Regions from separate parts of the Mus musculus genome. Here region 2 is linked to region 1. A link is a contact called in public HiChIP or PLAC-seq data. All regions are on one chromosome and are shown on one strand. Each heading gives the region's core, a stretch centred on a gene start, on an enhancer-like site or on the middle of the called end of the contact. The rest is flanking DNA. Distances are from core to core; before and after follow the strand shown. Region 1 overlaps Dgkh (diacylglycerol kinase, eta). Region 2 overlaps Elf1 (E74-like factor 1).

Evidence for each region. HiChIP or PLAC-seq counts read pairs in DNA pulled down with a chosen protein or histone mark.
Region 2: an H3K27ac HiChIP or PLAC-seq map of thymic regulatory T cells shows a contact between it and region 1, with 4 times the contacts expected there. The contact joins two enhancer-like sites.

Annotation. Positions count from the first base shown.
Region 1 is chr14:78,696,906-78,702,595 of GRCm38.p6, reverse strand. All of the region lies in intron 2 of Dgkh (diacylglycerol kinase, eta), which reads left to right. Among named protein-coding and RNA genes, the nearest start is that of Dgkh, 33 kb to the left of the region's middle. Within about 2 kb of position 3,210, at least 45 of the 459 cell types and tissues checked have an H3K27ac peak or open chromatin away from gene starts, as enhancers often do. A contact at or near this core is called in thymic regulatory T cells, where this site is marked.
Region 2 is chr14:79,519,271-79,524,960 of GRCm38.p6, reverse strand. All of the region lies in intron 1 of Elf1 (E74-like factor 1), which reads right to left. It also overlaps the pseudogene Gm9243. Among named protein-coding and RNA genes, the nearest start is that of n-TEttc4, 40 kb to the right of the region's middle. Within about 2 kb of position 2,995, at least 131 of the 459 cell types and tissues checked have an H3K27ac peak or open chromatin away from gene starts, as enhancers often do. A contact at or near this core is called in thymic regulatory T cells, where this site is marked.

The sequences.
Region 1 (5,690 bases), core at 1,961-4,460:
GACACAGCCATCGTAGAGAACACAGCGGTGGCAAATAACGTGAATCAGTTGCCTGTAAAACTACTTGAAAGGGAATGTGTTGTAAAAAAAAGTGCTTGTGTTGAAACTCATTAGTTCAAAACCCATCAATCAGAATCGCACATCAAAAAAAAAGTCTTTCTGGAGGAAGAGTAAGTCTGGACATACTTCGTTATGTTTGAATGTTCTAGTTTTCTGTACTTAAAAAAGAATTTTGAAGATGGAACACAGAATTGCTCATTAAGATGACCCATTTTTCCTCAACATTAAATACACATTTGGCTTTGACGTAACCTGTTTATGTCACAGAGTAGAATATGGCTGTTAGCCCAGAAAGCCCAGATGACAAGCATATATATATATGTGTGTGTATATATATGTGTGTGTGTGTGTGTATATATATACACATATATATATACATATATATCATCGTGTGTGCTAGCTCCAACATTTTTCATTAGTCCTTAATCATCAGTTTTAATTATTCATTGTTGCTACAGTCGATCTAGCAATCAGTAATACATTTTTCATTGAGATGTCAGTTTAATGTAAATGGGACAACTCTGAGACCAGAGATAATCTTGGAGGCAGGGATGCAGCTTCCTCTTGGTTTTTTTTTGCCATACATTTGATCTCTCTCCCGTCAGTGTGATCCTTCTGGCATTCACTGTTTGCTGTGTGTATACAGTAGGCTCTCAAGATGGCCTTTAAAAATCGAGGTTGTGCTTGCTTCTGTGAGTTCCAGTTGCGTAATGGCTGTATTGCAAGGAAAGCATTTGTCCTGAGGGTACCGTTTGAGTTGAGTTTTTGTTGGTTTGTTTTGTTTTGAGTTGAACTAAAGCAGGTGTGCTGACGTGATGCTGTAGAATATGTCCGGGGCAGGAGAGTGCTGTGGGGAAGGTGACGGGTTTTATTTGAGAGGGGAACTGGCTTTGCATCCCAAGTGTCTCCCAAGTGACTTGCAAACAAAACTTATCTCTAAACTTAGGATAATAACAAATTTCCTCAGTTTCCAGGATTTAAACAGCACAGGTATTCAGATGCATGTCTGGAACACAGCGACACTTGAACCGGTCAGTTGTTAAGTTTATACTGAAAGAAAACAGAGGCTGTGCCACAGTGAGTTCAATGTTTAAAATAAACTCAGCCTCTAAAACAAACCCTAATCGTATAAGCGGGAGAGGAAATTCTGCCCTTTATAAAGAAATATAAACATGCCGACTGTCGTAAGACCGCGGCCTCCTGTTAGTTCTGCTTTGGATGTTTTCTGAGTTTGCCAGATTGTGAAATCTCAGTATGACGGCCTAGACAGGCTGCTGCATATGGGGTTTTGATAACCACCATCTTAGAGAACACAGTTATGGCTTAGCCAGGGGATTCTTAAGCAAAGGAAAAAGAATCTTCCTCTAATAAAACATCCTCCCCAGGCAGAGGAAACACAAGGTGGGTGGCTTGAGGAACGAAACTAAGTTTGTTCTCCATGTTTGAGCGCATGCACTCACCTGGACACTGGCGCAGGCATGAGTCACAGGACAAACCTAGCCATCTTTACAGTGTGTCTTCTGCCAGCATCTACTCATTCATTCCTGCTCTGAAATTAGGGAAGTTCAGTTATGTCCCTCAGAATCAATCACGAAAAGTAACTAGCTTCCACCCTTTTCCCCTTTGACTAAATTAAATAAAGGGAACACTTGCAATTTTTTTACTTACCAGTGTCACAGTAAAAATATTAAGGTAGCCCTTGAAATGATTTAATGTTTTAGAAGTTCAAAAGAAGCTGCTGTCTCTCTACTGTAGTGGATGAAGTGCATTCGCGTGGTCCCCAGAACCTGTGATCCTCAGAGGTGGCAGAGGTACCCATCCGGCTACCCACACCATCCCCCGTCATCCCTCTCCCCATACCTTGAGCTTACATTTATTTAGTTGCTAGCATTACAGAGATTAATAAAACAGATTGGCATTTCACTATGTAGTTATTCTGTTTATTTGTTTGATCTTTTGAAACACAGTGTCACTACGTGGGTGGGGGCTCACCTCAGACTTGGAGCTGCCCTCCCAATCTGCTGGAATTAACATGTGCGCCTCCGTGTCTGGCTTCCTGCCGGTGTTTCAGCTGATCACTGGTCAGGGCATCTGTAAAAGCAGAAGATCTGTTTTTAATCAGTGCAGAGTTTTATTTTTGTTAAGTAGAATGAAATATTTTCAAGTAGACACCACTCTTGAAATGGGCATAGCCTGCCTGAGCCTTTGTCATTGAGCTGGAGAGTTATGATGCATGGGAACTGGAGCTGTATGGGTGTGTGTGTGTGTGTGTGTGTGTGTGGTGTGTTAGGACAGATAGACTTTCTGCCTCTGGTCAAAGTCTTGTAGGAAAGGTGTTGCAGGTTGTTGCCAGGGCCATGTGCATGCCGATCAAGTGTTCTACCATTGGCTTACCCTTGGTCTCACTTTCACCTCTTATGGATAGAAATTGTATAATAGAAGGCGAACTGTTTAACGCCTGCAAAAGCCTTTGAAACCAAGACCATGAGACTCCTCCTTCACGGTTGTTATGCTGACCAAAGGAGGAGAGTTAGAGTGAGCTTCAATCTTACTGTCTCTTTTGTACTTTTTTCTGGTTTAGGTCAAGTTGGTGACATTTGTTATGCGTGAGTATAAATTGGCTAGTAGTGTTTGACAGTGTACTAATCCCTCTGACTTGGCAAAACCCTTGGAGTATGAATTTTGAGCTGGCAGACTTGTGGTAGCCCCGCTGCTTCATAGCTCCTCACTGATCTAAAGGGAAAGAACTCAGTAACTAAAATATTTACTTCATCACCAAAGCATGTCTCCTGGGGCCAAGGACATCAATGAATAGGAGCTGTGTGTGTAAAAGTGCTATAAATCCCAGGTTCAGCTTCGCCAGTGTCACTGTGTTCCATGATTAACCTATAAAGAAAACACCTTCATTCTCTTAATTTGCAGATCTTCCCTTTGAAAGGGGACCTCTAGCTCATAACAGATATGTCCCCTAGTCAGTATTGCTGCTACCAGCATGTTTAGCCTACTTAAATGTTATTTATTAATGTCTACTGTTAGCTGTAACCACAAATTGAAATCTGAGTCTAGCGCAGATGGGGACTCTTTTAAGCCTCATGCTGTGACGGATGCTCATCTGTTGATCATGGTTACCATGGCGAGCACTGGCTGCTACCTGTTTCAGCCGCTTCCTCCTACTCTTTCCTATTTTTGGCCTCTCTTCATTTCACACAGTCCTCACCTCCACTCCGCCACCATTACCTCATTCCACCCTTGATTTCTGTGCTTTGAACCAAAACTTCCTATTTTTTTTGAAGGAACTAAATCTCTTGAGCAATTTTATACAATCCTAATTCTCATACACTAATAGTTTTTCCGCCCAAAGAGGCCACTTGAAATGCAGCTCCACTGTGCACGGTCACTGGCAACCCTCTGAGCGTGTCGGGCGGGGAATTCCAGGTCAGTGTTCATATCATGCCAAAAGCCCTTTGTAAATAAAGTTCTCAAAAGTTAGTGTATAATTAAAAAACAAAACAAAACAAAACCAATCAAGGCATCAAGACAGGGACTTAAAATAAATTACAAAATGTTCCTTGACCGGGACCAGGGAGATGCCTGAGTGGGCAAAGTGCTAGCTGTGCTGAGCTTGGATTCTCCAGCACCCACAGGTGGGACAAAAAGCCAAAATGAGGAATAGCTGTTCCCCGCCAGTGTTGGGGGATGGAGACAGGCAGATTCTGGGAGGTTTGCTGGTTATTTGGCAGAGATGAAATGAGAAGTTCCAAGATCAGTGAGAGACCCTTGCCCTAAAATAAAATGCAGGCACGCTCGTATGTACACACACACACACACACACACACACACACACACACACACACACACTGGCTGGCTGGCTGGCTGTGCTGCCCCCCCCCCCCAAGTTAAAGCACTATTCTTGTTTGCTGCCTGTGTAACAGCCTCTAGTACTGGATGGTTCAGCTAAGGCTGGAGAGATGGCTTAGCAGAGGAGAGTACTTACTCCTCTTCCGGAGGACCTGGGTTCAATTCCCAGCACCCACATGGCTTCTTTAACTCCAGATCCAGGGGATCTGATGCCCTCTTCTGGCCTCTCAGGGCACTGTATGCACGTGGTACACAGATAGGCATGCTGCTAAAACATGCACAGTATAAAAGAACATAAAAGACAGCGCAATTTTTGGTTGGACTAAGCAATGAGAGACCTACCTTTAAGTTTTGTGTGTGGATGCTTTGCTGTGTTGTTAGTCTCAGGACACCTTGCATGCCTGCCTTTGACTCGGTGACTGGTTGAAGGGAATCAGCCTGTAACACAGGGCTGGGAAGGAAAGAAACAGCACTGTTAGCAATCATGTTTTGTAAGAAAGCAGTAGAATTATTTTATACTTCCCATTTTCCCAGACATCTTACAACTCGTGAAGTTCAGCCTAATCACTCGTTATATTTGGCTCCGGGACTACAGAGCTCTAACGTTAAAATTTTGGTTCTTTTACTTTTTTAAAAAAAAATATCATGTGGCTCTTCCCAGAATATGTTAGCAACAGATTATTGATTTTGTTAAGAGAAAAAAAAAGTGTGCTGTTGAGATTTTTCTTAGCTGCAGATTTGATAGCACAGTTCACCGCAGGAGACCTGCTTACAGCTCACTGGTGGAATTTGATATAGACCAAGCTTTTATGATACCAAGAAAGAAATAATTGTTTTCGTTTGTGTATTTTAACACATTTGTGATGTTATAAATTGTAGCTAAGACTTTTCTGTTCCATTAAAATAAAAGCTTTCAAAGCTCTTCTCTACAAAGTTTTGTAGGGTATTAAATTACATGTGTAAATGTGGGTTTTTGTTTGTTTGTTTGTTTGTTTTAAAGAAAGTGAAAAATGTCCACTTTTTTTTTTTGCTTGCTTGCTTATCCAGTCTTCTCCGCAGTCTTGTTTAGCAGCAATTCTTGGTGCTATGCACTCACTGATAAGTGGATATTAGCCCAGAAACTTAGAATACCCAAGATACAATTTGCAAAACACAAGAAAATCAAGAAAAATGAAGACCAAAGTGTGGATACTTCATTCCTCCTTAGAATAGGGAACAAAATACCCATGGAAGGAGTTACAGAGACAAAGTTTGGAACTAAGCCGAAAGGATGGACCATCCAGAGACTATCCCACCTGGGGATCCATCCCATAATCAGCCACCAAACCCAGACACTATTGCATATGCCAGAAAGATTTTGCTGAAAGGACCCTGATATAGCTATCTTGAGTGAGGCTATGCCAGTGCCTGGCAAATACAGAAGTGGATGCTCACAGTCATCTATAGGATGTAACACAGGGCCCCCAATGGAGGAGCTAGAGAAAGTACCCAAGGAGCTGAAGGGGTCTACAACCCTATAGGTAGAACAACAATATGAACTAACCAGTACCCCCAGAGCTCGTGTCTCTAGCTGCATATGTAGCAGAAGATGGCCTAGTTGGCCATCACTGGGAAGAGAGGCCCCTTGGTCTTGCAAACTTTATATGCCCCAGTACAGGGGAAAGCCAGGGCCAAGAAGTGGGAGTGAGTGGGTAGGGAGCAGGGCAGGGGGAGGGTATAGCGAACTTTCAGGATAGCATTTGAAATGTAAATAAAGAAAATATCTAATAAGA
Region 2 (5,690 bases), core at 1,746-4,245, 820 kb before region 1:
TCTACTATTAATGGATTCAATGGTAAACCATTCAGAACATCTGCTAAATTTACCTAAGTACAGTATTGTGGAAAAGACAGAATAGCATGCCTCATCCTTGATCCATGCAGTTTGCAGTGTGGTTCAGTAAATAAGACAAGACAGCTAACCCCAGAAGGCAGCATCTAATTGTTAAAACGGATCCACAGTGTATCTTTTCAGCCAGTCCAGGGGTTTCCAAATAGAGTTCTAACAACAGAGGGTGGTCCCTGTGCTCAAAAAGCCCAGTGACAGCCCCAGGAATCTGAGACTACTGTTCAAAATGGCAGAAAGAGCTGTGACAAGCACTGCACAGATGATGGCACTGCTGAAGTGTAAGCCACTCCCCTGCACCTCTTCCCTTATGGCACAGATACTCTCAACAAGCATGGTAAAGTGCTCAGGTTGTGGGGAACACAAACAAACAAACAAACAAACAAACAAACATTGAATTGATGGGCTGTGGTTTTGTTCTCCCTGGGGATGAGAAGGGTGGAGATAGAGGAATGGTAGTGCACACCTGTAATTCCAGCACCAGGAAGGCAGAGGTATGCACGAGGAGAAAATCATGACCTAATCAGATCCTGTCTCACATGCCATTGTCCTAGCCTGGGGCGCACAGGGGCTTGAGGCCATCCTAGGTTGTACATTTAGGCCTTATCCACAGTAACTTCCAAACAAAAGCTATGAGGGTGAGGGCGGCACTGGCTCGTCAACCCAGCTACAGCCGCCTGGCCAGAAGACTGAGAGCTCAAGGCCAGCCTGGCAACTTGCAGAGTGAGACCTGCTCTCAAATTTGTTTAAAAAAAATTAAAAATACAAAAATTTTCAAAGAGGTTCGGTTTTTCCAGCAGAGTGCTTGCTCAATGTGTGAGGCCCATTATTACCCCCAAATTCACAACCTAATTTAATAATTTTTTAAAATGGAAAATTACAAGGTTTTCTTTCTTCCTTCCTTCCTTCCTTTCTCTCCTGTCCCCCACCCCTACCCCAGACAGGGTCTCATTGTTTATGCTATGGCCATGACCAGTCACAAATTTTAAAAACATGACTGTATTACATTCTTTGTACATGCTATTTAACTAAATCTTCATTCACTTAACTACCAGAAGGAAAACATATATATATATATATATATATATATATATATATATATAGCGAGAGAGAGAGACTAGTTGCATCTATGTTCTATATGGATTAAGTATTTTGAATAGATGACACTCGGCTATGAAATGAAGCAAGGCAATATCCATGACAGATTCAAACTTCATGGCCACTTACTACAGTCTGCTACCACCAGCATATCATTCAGGAAGGCTTTGCTTCTAAGGACACAGCTCAGTGGAGGAGCCCTGAGCACTCACCTGGCATGTGTAAAACCCTGGCTTTGATCCACAGCTCCCCAGAAAAGCACACTCCGAGGAGGAAGAAAAAAGCGCTTGCTTCAATTATTTCTTACAAATATACCATAAAGGCAACGTGCAGAGAAGACACACTGTAGTTCTTTAATCAGCCTGTGGCTTTGATTCCAGAATGGAGCTATCAGAGGTGTGAGTGCACCTATGCTTGCACTTAGTAGCTACAACCTCGGTGAGTATACAAAACTAAAGGCAATTAGGGCACAATCTTTGTCCTTAACTGGCTTGATTCCTAGGAAAGATTGGGAACAGATAACTAAATGTAAATGAATGTATTAAACAAATGCTGAGGGAGGGGGGGTAAATACTTGTGAGATGGAGGAACCCTTACAAGGGGGCAAGTTCATTAGTGATAACTCCCATCTGATCTTGCTAAGTTCTGAGACTGTGAAGGGGAGGGAGACATTCTAGTTAGAAGGAGCAATGCTGACAGTAACATTTAAATCTAAAAATGAGGTGGGACAACCTAGTAGAAAACAAGCTTTTCCAACGGGGAAATGAAATTGTCTCACCTCCTCAGCTGTCTTCAGCACTTGTGTGAGTTTGGACAGATTTCCCACATATAAGACACAATAGAAGCCAAGAAAACGTTAAAGGGCATACAGAAAAAAATCCAGCTGTCTACCCTCCATAGTAAGACCACAAAAACACATTTGGTTTTTTGTTTGTTTGTTTGTTTTTTACATTTCCCTCCATTATTTGAAATTAAATATACTTGATAAGGCCAGCTAGAGTAGTGCATACCTTTATTCTACAGAAGCAGGTGGACTTCCATGAGTTTGAAGCCAGCTTGGTCTATATAGTAGAGACACTATCTCAAAGTTAACATTAAATAAATAAGTGGACTCAGCAAGCCTGTTGATGGCTCTGTAGAACAGCGGTTGCAGCTCGGTGGTAACGAGCATGCCCCATTATGTGCACGCTCTGGGGTTAGTTCCCAGTTCTAAAAATAAAACGCATGACTCCTAAGTAATACCACCAAGACTGACTTCTGGCCTATATGTACATACATCTCACACGCCTGTGCACACATATGAACGTGTGTGCATGCATGCACAAAGTGCACAGTCCCTCAGGAATGACACCTCTGGCTCCTAAGAAGTGCCACCCAAGGTTGACCCCTGGCCTTCATACGCGAGCACACACACACACACACACACACACACTCACACTCACACTCACACTAAGGTATACTTGAGTATAGTTTGGTACAGGCCTATAACCCCAGCGTTTAGGAGGCTAAGTCAAGAAGATCATGAGTGTAATGCCAGCCTAAGTGCATATGGAGCCTTTCAAAAAACAAAACAAAATCACAAAAGGAAAAACCTCTTAAATGTGTAAAACTTGTATTTTCATATAAGTCCTATATCTAATGTCAAAGTGTTGCCAGATATCCACGCAATCTGTGTAACCCACCAAGAAGCCTACCATACATACCCCTAAAATCAACAAGTACGAAGTTTAATGAAACAACCTTTATGCTTAACTGGGCTCCCTGATGGGAAATTAAAGCAGCAACCGTACATCTGTGTCTCTGTTCCTCTCTTCGTGGTTTAACTGACAGGAAGCAGAGAGCAAGATAGAGCATACAAATGTCAACTATTTCCTGCCTTCTCTGCTGCATCTTACTTATAAATAGTTCAATTGCCTGTGTGCAAACACAATGAAGTATGATATCAGAAACATAAAAATGAAGAAAGACAATGAAAGTATTCTGGTGTTGAGAGCTAAGAGACAAAAGAACAATGTTCATGTCCTTTGAAGGACTCCTAGGAATGAATACCAAAGATCTGATAAAATGCTGTGGCCAGCCTTGTTGGCATAGGCCTGTGACCCGGCTACTCCAGAGCCCGGAGGAGGAAGATGGCTACACAGGCAAGGAAACCCAAGCAACTTAGTAAGAGCCCTGCTCCAAAGTTAAAAACTACAAAACATACTAGAGCCATTGCTAGAGCATGCAAAAGGCCCTGGGCCTAAGAGGTAGGAAAATAAAAACAAAAACAAAAACAACCACGCCCACATAACTGAATGAAACAGCAGAACATGTCCCCAAACCGTAAAGTCTGTCCTAGGAGTCTGGCAATTTGAAGAGTAACATTTGCTAGCCACCCTAACTAAACATTTCAAAACAAGGGAGGCAGAGGCGGCTGGATCTCTCTGAACTTGAGGCCAGCTGATCTACATAAAGCACTCTAGGCCAGCCAGGGCTGTATAATAGTAGGCATCTGTCTTTAAATAGACAAACAAAAAAACCCAGAAACCATGTAGCTGAGCAAGCAGCTGAGCATATCAGAGAGGTAGCATGGCTACCCCAAATGACTCAATAACACCCAACTGATTAATTTGCCACTTTGATCTTTGGGGGTTGGTTGGTTGTTCTGTGATAGTTCTCACACAACCCAAATTGTTCTCCACCTCTCTATGTAACAGAAAGATGACCTTGAACTTCTGATCCTCTAGTCTCCATCTCCAAACATAATGCCTACCATACAGGCACTCTATCAACTAAGCTAAGCTTAGAGTGTTGGGTTTTTATTTAATACAGCCTTTTGTCAGTCTCAGATTACTTGTGCCCCAAAACCCCAACAAACTACCCCCACTTTCTCATATGTCCAAAACTTGGTTCCTGTAATATATATCTACCATAAATAGGTGCTCAACTGATCATGCCTGTCAAACTAATAATCTTTATGAATGATAACTCACCACATGGTTAGGCAAAGTACAGCTATCTTCTCTATTAATATTGGGCAATTCTTACCTAGCTATAAATATAATCTACATCAACTATAATTTTATCAGGCTTCAGCATTCTATATTAATGTCCAAAACAACATTGTTCATATCACATAAGCCCATTGTGAGAATCCTGTGGCTTTTTTTTTCCTAAACAGAATTTAACATGTCCTTACTATTTATTTAGGTTTAAGTAAGGTTCTATGTTTCTAAAGTATAAAACCTTATATGATGGCTTGAATATACAGTTCTATTTTGCCTAATATTTCAAAGGAAAGGCTATAGCTCATTCTTTTTCAAAGACTATTAATATTCTAATTAATATTTCCAATTTAAACCTGGAATATTGGGCTGTAGGTATAGTTTAGTAGTACACCATTTACTTAGCCTATGTAAGGCTAAGCGGTATGGGAAGAGGGAAAGGAGAAAGAATAAGAATGTAAGGACTAAGGATACAGCTCAGTGGAGAAGTGATTTGCCTAGAATGTTCAGTGCCCTAGGTTTGATTCACCATCAATACAAATAAACAGTAAAATCTGCATATATATATATATATATATATATATATATATATATATATATATATATATGTAGAGAGAGAGAGAGTCTTCTAACATTTTCTAACAAGCTTAAGGAACACTTTAAATAAACACAATATATAAGGAATCTTTAAGCATCAAATATTCTGATTAGAAACATACTGAAGCCAATTTATGATTATTGGGCTTTCATTACAACTGAGGTGTTCCAGATGCACAAAGTAGCCTGCCTTCCAAGATGCCTCTCACAAACCTGCTCTGACTTCATGCAGACTATAGATGCAGTAACTTCCTACAGAGATTTTAAAAGAAGCACTGTGTCTAAATGCAAGTCTCTGTCAAACCTTAGAATACTTCTTATATTCAAACTGAAACTTTTTTTCTTGTGGTGCTACAAATTGAAGCAGGCCACCTGCCTGCTAGGCACACAGTCTACCACACAGCTACACTCCTGGCCTCAAGTCTGAAACTCTATATAGCAACCCAAAGCTCCCCCAATTAAGAACACAATAAAGAAATGCAGACTACGTGTGATAGTGCTTGCCTGGAATTCCAGGACTAGGATGCTGAAGTTAAAAGAGGCTGGAGAATTCAGGGCCAGCCTGGGCTAATTAGGGGGATCCTGTCTCAATAAGAGAAAGAATGGAAAAACAAACCAGAAGTGGGGGGATGACTCAAAGGTCGAGAGCACTTGCCGCTTCAGCTCTCAGCACCCTTGTCGGTCGTCGGTGCCTTACCAGTAACGAGCTCCACGGGAATCAGACAGCTTTGCTTTTTAATAAACAGGACAAAGAATTTTATAAACAGGAGGAACTGAAAATGTAATGAGAACTGAATCTACTAGAAGATAATGTAAAGGCGCATTTCACCTACTGCTAAAAAGCACATAAAATGGCAGATACCCCCTGCTAACCCCTTGTCTGTGAACGTTAAAGCAGTAAAGTTAGACCAGCAAAGCAGCAGCCTCCTCCTCAGCTCC